2 separate regions of the Sus scrofa genome follow, and region 1 is linked to region 2. The links are chromatin contacts, called in public HiChIP or PLAC-seq maps. All regions are on one chromosome and are shown on one strand. Each heading gives the region's core, a stretch centred on a gene start, on an enhancer-like site or on the middle of the called end of the contact. The rest is flanking DNA. Distances are from core to core; before and after follow the strand shown. Region 1 holds the start of APPL2 (adaptor protein, phosphotyrosine interacting with PH domain and leucine zipper 2). Region 2 holds the start of KANSL2 (KAT8 regulatory NSL complex subunit 2).

The links. HiChIP or PLAC-seq counts read pairs in DNA pulled down with a chosen protein or histone mark.
Region 1: a contact with region 2 is called in an H3K27ac HiChIP or PLAC-seq map of skeletal muscle. The contact joins the promoter of APPL2 here to the promoter of KANSL2 in region 2. A contact is called at or near these places in 2 of 47 Hi-C or Micro-C datasets (heart right ventricle and liver) and 2 of 2 datasets of contacts at active chromatin or transcription factors (alveolar macrophages and skeletal muscle).

Annotation. Positions count from the first base shown.
Region 1 is chr5:79,354,703-79,358,944 of Sscrofa11.1, reverse strand. It overlaps APPL2 (adaptor protein, phosphotyrosine interacting with PH domain and leucine zipper 2), which reads right to left and starts at 2,680. Exons shown (of 21, transcript NM_001135961.1): 1 at 2,627-2,680. The coding sequence starts at 2,680.
Region 2 is chr5:79,303,640-79,308,132 of Sscrofa11.1, reverse strand. KANSL2 (KAT8 regulatory NSL complex subunit 2) reads left to right here and starts at 2,565. Exons shown (of 10, transcript NM_001244880.1): 1 at 2,565-2,610; 2 at 3,183-3,441. The coding sequence starts at 3,191.

The DNA.
Region 1 (4,242 bases), core at 1,431-3,930, 51 kb before region 2:
GCTAGGTAGCTGGGCTAACTTGAACAACATAATCTTAGGGGCAAGCTTTTTAACTTCTCTTCTCCTTGCTAATTTTTTTTTTTTTTTCCCACACACACCTGCAGCATGTAGAAATTCCCACGCCAGGGATCGAACCTGCACAGTTGCGACCTATGCTCAGCTGTGGCAATGTGGGACCCTTAATCTGCTCTGCCACACAGAACTTCCTGCTTCTTGCTCATTTTAATAGAGGACCTACTTCAAAAGATTGTTAGCAGGTTTAGATGAATTAACATAAGCTTGAGAACAGTGCCTGGCACATAAAATGCATTGTCTGATACTGGTGTTTGCTTTTGTTTTTATTCTCTACAGATAAAATGAAGGAGTTAAGATTACAGTCCTTCCAGTTACAAGTCTATCGATCTCCTTGGGAATAAAGCTGCATTAGGCATGTGCCCCATACAATAGTGCTAAATGTGCTGTGATGATCATCAAAGACCTTGGAAGTGAGCTTCCATCCAAACCTCAAAAACCCCTGTATGGTGACACTCATTTCTCACCCATTATGTAGACGATGACAAATTCCCTACATAAAGAGGAACATTAAATAAGAGCGACAATGCCTCTAAATCTCCTCTTCCTCATACAAGCTGAAAATTATCAACCATGTGGATACAACAGAACTTTAACCCCCTTAAAGATCATCTACTCCATGACCCTCCTTCTGCAGAGGAGGAAACCGAGCCAGTCACAGGAAGGGGATGAGTGACTTCTCCAATCAAAGGATAAGTTAGTGTGAGAGACAGAATTAGGACCGAGGTATCCTGCCTTGTTTGCCAGTCCTCCTTCATCCACCTCACAACTGAGCACATCCTGCAAACTACTCAAAACTAGTGCATATTCACTGATGTGAGAGCCAAATATTCTGAACTTAACTCCTCAGCGAGGGCAACATGCAGAATCAGTTAGTGCAACCTCTCTCACCTGGCTCAGCCACCACCACGGTCAGTTAGGCAAGCTATACATCTTTGTACCTCAGTCTCTCCAAATACAAAGCAAGTGTAAGTCCTAATTCAAACTCCTATCACTAGAAATTCCACATTATTATCTTTGGATCCCACACAAAGGGTGTAAGGATGGACCAAATGACTTCTACCAAGGGCTTTGGTCCCAATAAAATGCCAGAAGTTTAGAGACTTCAAAGAGGCCTTTGAAAAGTCAATCAGACCAGCAGATGCCAATTAAAAAAAAAAAAAAAAATCACAGCTCAAGTACCGCTTCTTACTTGCCTACGTACAGATTACTGGAAACGAACCTGATTAGTACCCTAGGATGTAGGTTCGATCCCTGGCCTCACTCAGAGGGTTAAGAATCCACTGTTGCTATGAGCTGTGGTATAGTTCACAGACACGGCTTGGATCCTGCGTGGCTGTGGCTGTGGCTGTGGTGTAGGCCGCCAGCTGCAGCTCCAATTCAACCCCTAGCCTGGGAACTTCCAAATGCTGAAGGTGCGGCCCTGAAAAAGAAAAGAAAAAAAAAAAAAATCACACACACCAAAAAAACAGGCACAGAGCAATTAGGCACACAGTCCTTTGACTACTTATTCTGAACTGGAGAGATGCAGAGTGGGTGTAGGTAAGTCCATCAAAGGGTCATCCCAGGGAAGGACAATTCACTAAGTGGAAAGGAAGCAAAAAGGGAAGAGAAACTGTGAAAGGAAAACAGGTTTCTCTTACTCTAATTTTTCAAGAGTTGAGATACTAAAGAATAAAGAGACGTATTTAAATAACCCAGGGATGCAGAACCACTGGAGTAGATATGAAGTTGGGGAAATGTTAATGGGGAACAAAGGTTCCCTGGGGAAAGGGGCCCTGACTTAAGAACTAATGCCATGCTTCACTCCTTTACTGTCTTTACACACCAGCTTTCACCTGCAGAGCTCAAAGGACTTGATTCTCATCTCCGGTGCGCTAATGAAGTTCCCCTGTGCGGCAAACGGGGCAGGTACCCTAATTTCCTCTTCACAAATGGGAAAACAAGTCCAAGGGGAGCTCTGGCACCCCTGGTTAAGAGATGTAGGTTCTCTGCCTCTCATTCTGGCTCTAAATCCACCAGGTCCCACATTAGTAGTAGAGTAATACCAGGACTAGTAGTAATAATGGAAAACAATAATAATACGGTTATCTTCTTATTCTGTACTAGACATTGTTCACAAGCAACTTCACAGGCATTTCCTTATTTAATTCTAGCAACTCTAGGAGCCAGGTACCAATTATTATCCCTATCTTACATATGGCAAAATTGAGGCACAAAAAGGTGGGGCACACAAAACTGGGGCACTCGGCTAGTAACTGGTGGAGCCCCAGTGTAAACGGAGCCGCCTAGGTTTCAGCTGAGTTTTGAAAAGGGGTCAGGACAAAGACTCCAGCCGCGGGGTGCTTTCGTGGTGTCTCCAGCTCCGCCTGAGAGATGCCCAGTGCCAGAGTACCCAGGGCTCAGGACGCGGGGCTGGGCACGCCCCCTCCTCACCTCAGGTGGACGGGGTAGGGGGTGGGGAGGCGCGTACTCCAGGACTCCATCCCGGGCCTGGAGGGGCCTCCTCGGCCTCAAGCCCTCAGCAAGAGGAACCCGGGGCGGCGGGAAGTACCTGGGGGCTGTCCTGCAACGCCTCCTCTAGCAGGAGCTTGTCCACGGCGGGCATGGTGCCGCGCGGCGGGGCCGAGGTCCAGAGAGAAGGACAGACAGCGGGTGGCGCGGGAGGCGAGGTTGCTCCGGACTCAGGCGACCAGGCGGACGCTCTGCGCCCGCGGCTGCGCCGCGCACGCCCACGCCTGGCCAGTGGCCGCCGCCCGCCCGCCGGCCCTCCTCTCAATCCAGCCCTCCTCTCAGCCCAGCCCTCAGCGGAGCCAGATCAACAGGAAGTGTGGCGAGCGCCGGAGACCGGAAGTGCGGCAGCCCGGCCTGCGCCCGAGCCCACTTCTCGCGGGAAACCGCAGACCCCCGACCCTGCCGGCGGACCCTCAGATAGTTAAGGCTCCGCCGTTTGCGGGTGGGTTCTCCTGGCAGTCGGTGCATCTAAAGCCCAAGAGGGGAAACTCAAGAGCGGGAAGATAAGGTTTTATCTCCTTGTGGCTACCCAGACTTTTTGAGTCCAAGGAGATAGAAGCCAATAGATGTTGCTGCTGTGAAATTCTGTGAAAGTCCTATGCTTCCTGTACCACTTTTTCTAGATAAATCAGGGCCCTCGTAACAGCCGTGAGAACAGAGAGATCAGCTAGTCCTAGGAAGAAAATGGATAACTGAATCATCTGTGATATTTAGAAGTAATGTTTGGGGAACCACAGCTATTTAATTTGGCCAATATTGTTAGGGCTCGTCCTCGTGGTTTGCTGTGTTTTGTCATTTTGGAAAATTTCATAATCGAGTATTTTGGAGTGGAAGGGAGAGATGATCTAGTTCAGGGTTGTCATTTGAAGATTAAAAAGCGGAACCCAAAGAATGAAGTGATTTAGTCAAACAGTTAAAGCTAGAGGAGAAAGAGAAGGAAGGAAGAGTGACTGAAATGCTGGCCAGGGGAACTTAACATCTTTTTATACTAAAGGCAAGGGTTTCAGAAACTTCCTTCTTTGGGAATCTTTGATGATGTGTGCAATAGGACACATCATCAAAACAGGCAGAATATGGTAAAATTATACAAATTCTGTATTTTATAGAAACACCTAGGTATATTAAGGCCAATCTGAATTGCAGACACCTCTGAAAGTGATCACGTGCTGGCCATTCCTTTTCCTGCTCTAGACAGCACTAACCTTTACTGAGCCATGGTGTAGCCTCCCCAGGGAAATCATCCAGCTTCCTCTCCCCACCATGTTCTTTCTTCTTAGGTAGGGTAAAATCATGTCCACACGTTTTCTTTTCCTTTATTTTCCATCAAGTACCATTCAGTTCATTTCACCTCGTACAGCTCTCTTCTGACTGAAATCCTCTTCGAAGGCCAGACTCAAGCTCTTCCTTCCCACTTCGTAGTCCCAAAGATCACTGCTTCCTCTGAGCAGCCATTGCCCTGATTGTCATCCAACATGACTTATCCAGCAATGCTTTTTCTTTCTATGTGTGGGTCTTACTCCCTCTGTAAAGAGTAAGCTTCTCAAGAGTATAGCAAGTCAGCCTCTGTTATGAATACTGAGACATATGATAACAAACACAAGTTTGCTGTTTATGACTTGCAAATTCTTCCAACTCTTCCAATTACCTAAGAGAAAT
Region 2 (4,493 bases), core at 1,316-3,815:
CCGGTGGCACAGCAGGTTAAGGATCCAGCATTGTCACTGTAGTGGCTCAGGTCCTGGTGGGGGTTTGATCCATAGTACCTACCGAGTGCTATATACTGTTTACTGATGGGACTATGGCAGTAAACAAAGTAAGCATCTTGCCCTCATAGAATTTGCATTCTGGTTATAGGGGAGATAAGTAAAATATAATATGCTAGATGACAAACACTTCGTAGAATGTTAAGCAGGGAAGGTGGAATGGTGAGTGTATGTGTGTGTGTGTATATAGGTAAGTAGGATTGTTGGTTGGAAATAAGATGGCTAGGGAAGAAGGCTTTAGGAAATTACAGTTCCACAAGGACCTGAAAGAGGGGAAAGCAAACCATGGGAATGTCTGGGGTAAGATCATTCCAGGAAACAAATGCAAAGGTTCTGAGATGAGAAGATGCTGGCATGTTTGAGAAATAGCAAGGAGGTCAGTGTAGCTAGTATGGAATTGAGTGACGAGGAGGAGAGAGTAAATTGAATAGAGAAGCAGAAGTCTGGATACCACAGGGCCTTTTAAACCATCATAAAGACAGTGAAATAGAGCACCATTGATAGGTGGTGAGTAGAGAAGTGACATGATCTAGCTTAGGTTTTACAATGGTCACTTGAGCTGCTGTGTTGAAAATGGATTATAAGGAGTCAAGGGTAAGGAGAATCTCACAATAATTAAGGTAGTAGATGAGAATCCCTTGGACCAGGTTGGAAATGCTGAAGGTAATGAGGAGTCACATATCTTGAAGCTGGGACCAGCAGGACCTGCTATAAGGCTGGAAGAGAAAGAAGTCAAGGATGACTCTCAGTGTTTGTCCCAATGACTACAGAAAGTGCAGGGTCCTAGCATTAGTTTTTTTTTTTTTTTTTTTTTTTTTTTGCCACACTTGTGGCATGTGGAAGTTCCTGGGCCAGGGATCAAATCCCAGCTACTGCAGAGACAATGCTGGATTCTTAACCTGCTGCATCACAGCAGAAACTCTTGCTTTTTGATATCACCTCATTAGGTTGAAGATTCCCCAATTTTTTGTAATGTGGCTGCCTCCCCTAGTTTTGAGTTGTAGGGTGTTTATAACCAATGAGGGTTGGGAGGGTTAGCATATGTATATAACTCATAGTTGCTATTTAATGGTTGTATTGCATCCGTAATCCCAAACTACTCTAGAATGTTTACTCCAAAAGAGCAGGATTATCTTTCTTGTTCTCTCTATATCTGTACTGGCTGGCACTTAGGTGCTCAGTAAATATTTGCTGAATGAACAAATCTCATGCAAGGGCCTTCTAGGACTGCCCTAATCCCTGGGAAAAGTCACCTCTAAGCCCTCCCCTATTTTGGTTTTAATCACTTCTTTTTATCTAAACTGCTGTTCCCCAGCATTGTAGATTCCCTATGCTCACCTGCTCATTGGTAGTGGAAAAATAGCTTACTTAAATGAAACTGACAACAGCTAGGAGAGCTTGTGAAGCTTGGGATGCAAAAAAGATCCCAAATTGTTTTATTTCTGCCAGAGGTGTGGTGGAGATGAAAGAAGAGATGCTTTAATTAAAAAGCCTTAAAGGACGATAAAATTGGAATTGTGCCTGCCTTTTCTATATACCTGCATGATTTAGCTTGGTATTGTACAGAATTTTAGAGAATCAAGGCCTCAACCATAACTCATATTTACCAAGTCTCAGTCCAATGCCTTTCACTGTATGACCAGGAATAAAGGGATAAAGAATGAGGGAATGGTTCGTGGAGTTCCTGCTATAGAGCAGTGGGTTAGTGATCTGGCTTGTCTCTGTTGCAGGTGCCTGTGATTCCAGCCTGGCACAGTGGGTTAAGGATTCAGCGTTGCTACAGCTGTGATGTAGGTAGACGCTCTGGTTCAGATTTGATTCCCTGGCCAACCAACTTCCATATACCACGGGTGCGGCAGAAATAGTATTAAAAAAAAAAAAAATAAAGGAATGAGGGCTGGTTCAAATTTGTCTCCATTCCCTGTTTACTAGATACGAGCCTATTCTGTTCCTCTGTTATCTTATCTGTAAAATGGAGATTATAGCTTCTACTTTTTAGGACTGTTCTGAAAAGAAATGTTTATATACATAATTTTCCAGACTCAGTAAATACTCAAAAAATGTTTCCGTAAATTAACTTTTCACAAAACTAAGCCTTTTACTGTATAAACAGTAAGAGTCAAATGTACCACGATCCTTTGGCCTCCCTGTCGATTTTGTGCCTACCGTGTAACGGTGGTGGTGTAGCTGCGGCCTAGTGCACAGATAAAGCGGCCATAATCGACCTGAAAATCAGCCATGCGGGGAGGTGGAAAGACAAACCGTGCGCTGCTAGCGGGTCCCCGAGCCCGCACTCAGCTCCGCCTCACTTTCATGAGCAAGTTGATGACGGACAGCTCTTCTCAGCCACCCAAGCCGCGCCTTTTCTTAGCGCCCCGCCCCCTAAGACTTGATAGGTAGCTGGCCTCAGCCAATGGTGACGCACAGGCGTAGGCGTCGTGCCCAATCAGCGAGTGGGAGCCGGGAAAGGAATGGGGCCGCGTTAGAAGCGGCTGGCGCGGCCAGAAGGCAGCAGCGCGGCGCGCGGCGGAGGTAAGATGGCGGCGTTGCTTGCTCTTCGCCTTTGCCTTCGGGGTACTACTTCGCCCTTTCTCCCCATTCAGAGCTGCTACCCTGCTCCCTCAATCAACGTCAGGGTCGCTCTCCTCTTATAATCTCCCAGGACTTGGGTTCTCCGGTGCTCGGAGACTTAGGACAAAATGGCGCTTGCAGGCGCCGCCAAGGATGGGCAGGGCCCAGGCGTGAGGTCTCAGGCGGACCGGGACAAAGGCGGCGAGCCGGGAGGCGGAGACGGGGGTGGGGGCGCGGGCGCGGCCCCTCGTGCGGCGGTGGCGCGGCCCCTCGTGCGGGCGGTGGCGCGGCCCCCTCGTGCGGCGGCCGTACAGTCTCCGTGGTGGTGGTCGGCGTGGGGCGGCCTTGGCGGGGGAAGTTGAGGTGAGGCAAATTCACTAATGCCCGGGGAGGCTTGGGCTGGGAGACCTGGGCGGAGGGAGTTAAGGAGCGTGACTTCCGCTTGTCTTTTAGAAGCCACGCGCCGTCTGCCTGGTTACTGTGGGGCAGGAATTTTCGGGAAGGGCTTTTTGATCTTTTGTGTGACCCTGCAGGTTTTGGTATGAACAGGATTCGGATCCACGTCTTGCCGACCAATCGGGGAAGGATCACCCCAGTGCCCAGGTCTCAGGAGCCCTTGTCTTGTTCGTTTACTCATCGCCCATGCTCGCAGCCTCGTCTGGAGGGGCAGGAGTTTTGCATTAAGCATATCCTTGAAGACAAGAATGCACCTTTCAAGCAGTGCAGTTATATATCCACAAAGAATGGAAAAAGATGTCCTTGTGCTGCTCCGAAGCCTGAGAAGAAAGACGGGTATATATGTATAGATATCTGTACTTTTATGTTTTTCATTGTGGGTTTTTGTTTTTGTTTTTTGGGGGCATGTCCATGACATGTGGAAGTTCTTGGCCCGGGGATGGAACCAGCATCACAGCAGCGACCCCAGCTGCTGTGGTGACAACGCGGGATCCTTAACCTGCAGCCTGCCACAAAAGTACAGGGAACTTCTGTTCTTTTAGATTTTAAGTGATGTGGGCTGGGAAATAGCTGGCCAGTTCTTTGGTCACATGCTTGTAACATTGAGGTTATGGATATATCCTTGGAGAACTTTTTAAAATGGTGAAAACTGGAAGGAGACCACTCTCAGTTGGGCCACTTCGTTAAATGTCTTTGGATCTTTTCTGGTACCTGTAAAATAAAGGGACACTCTAGATTTTTCTTTTTTTCTTTTTCCTTTTTGGGCCGCACTTGAGGCATATGGAAGTTCCTAGACTAGAGGTCCACAGCCATGCCATATCTCTGCAACCTACACCTCAGCTCACAGCAATGCTGGATCCTTAATCCACTGTGCGGGGCCAGGGATTAGCACACTTCCTCATAGATACTAGTTGGGTTTGTTACCGGAGCCACAAGGGGAACTCCCTCTGGGTTATTCTTAACCTTAGGTTGCATGGCTCTTTTGGCCATGCACGTTTTATGTGTGTGTATTCTTCTTGGAAAGACTTAATGGTTTTCATCAATTAAGCAAAAGTATCCATGCAGAACATAGATAATTCTGTCTGTATCTTTTGATTTTAAAATTGTGTCTCATATCCTTTTACCTACAGTGGATTGATACTGAAGTAAAATGTAGAGTTGCCTTCCAGAACCAGGCTTTTTTTTTTTTTTTTTTTTTTCTCCCCCTTGTCTTTTTAGGACTGCGCCCATGGTATATGGAGGTTCCCAGGCTAGGGGTCTAATGGAGCTACAGCTGCCGGCCTATACCACAACCACAGCAACTCAGGATCCGAGCCTTGTCTTGACCTACACCACAGCTCGTGGCAACACCAGATCCTTAACCCACTGAGCAAGGCCAGGGATCAAAC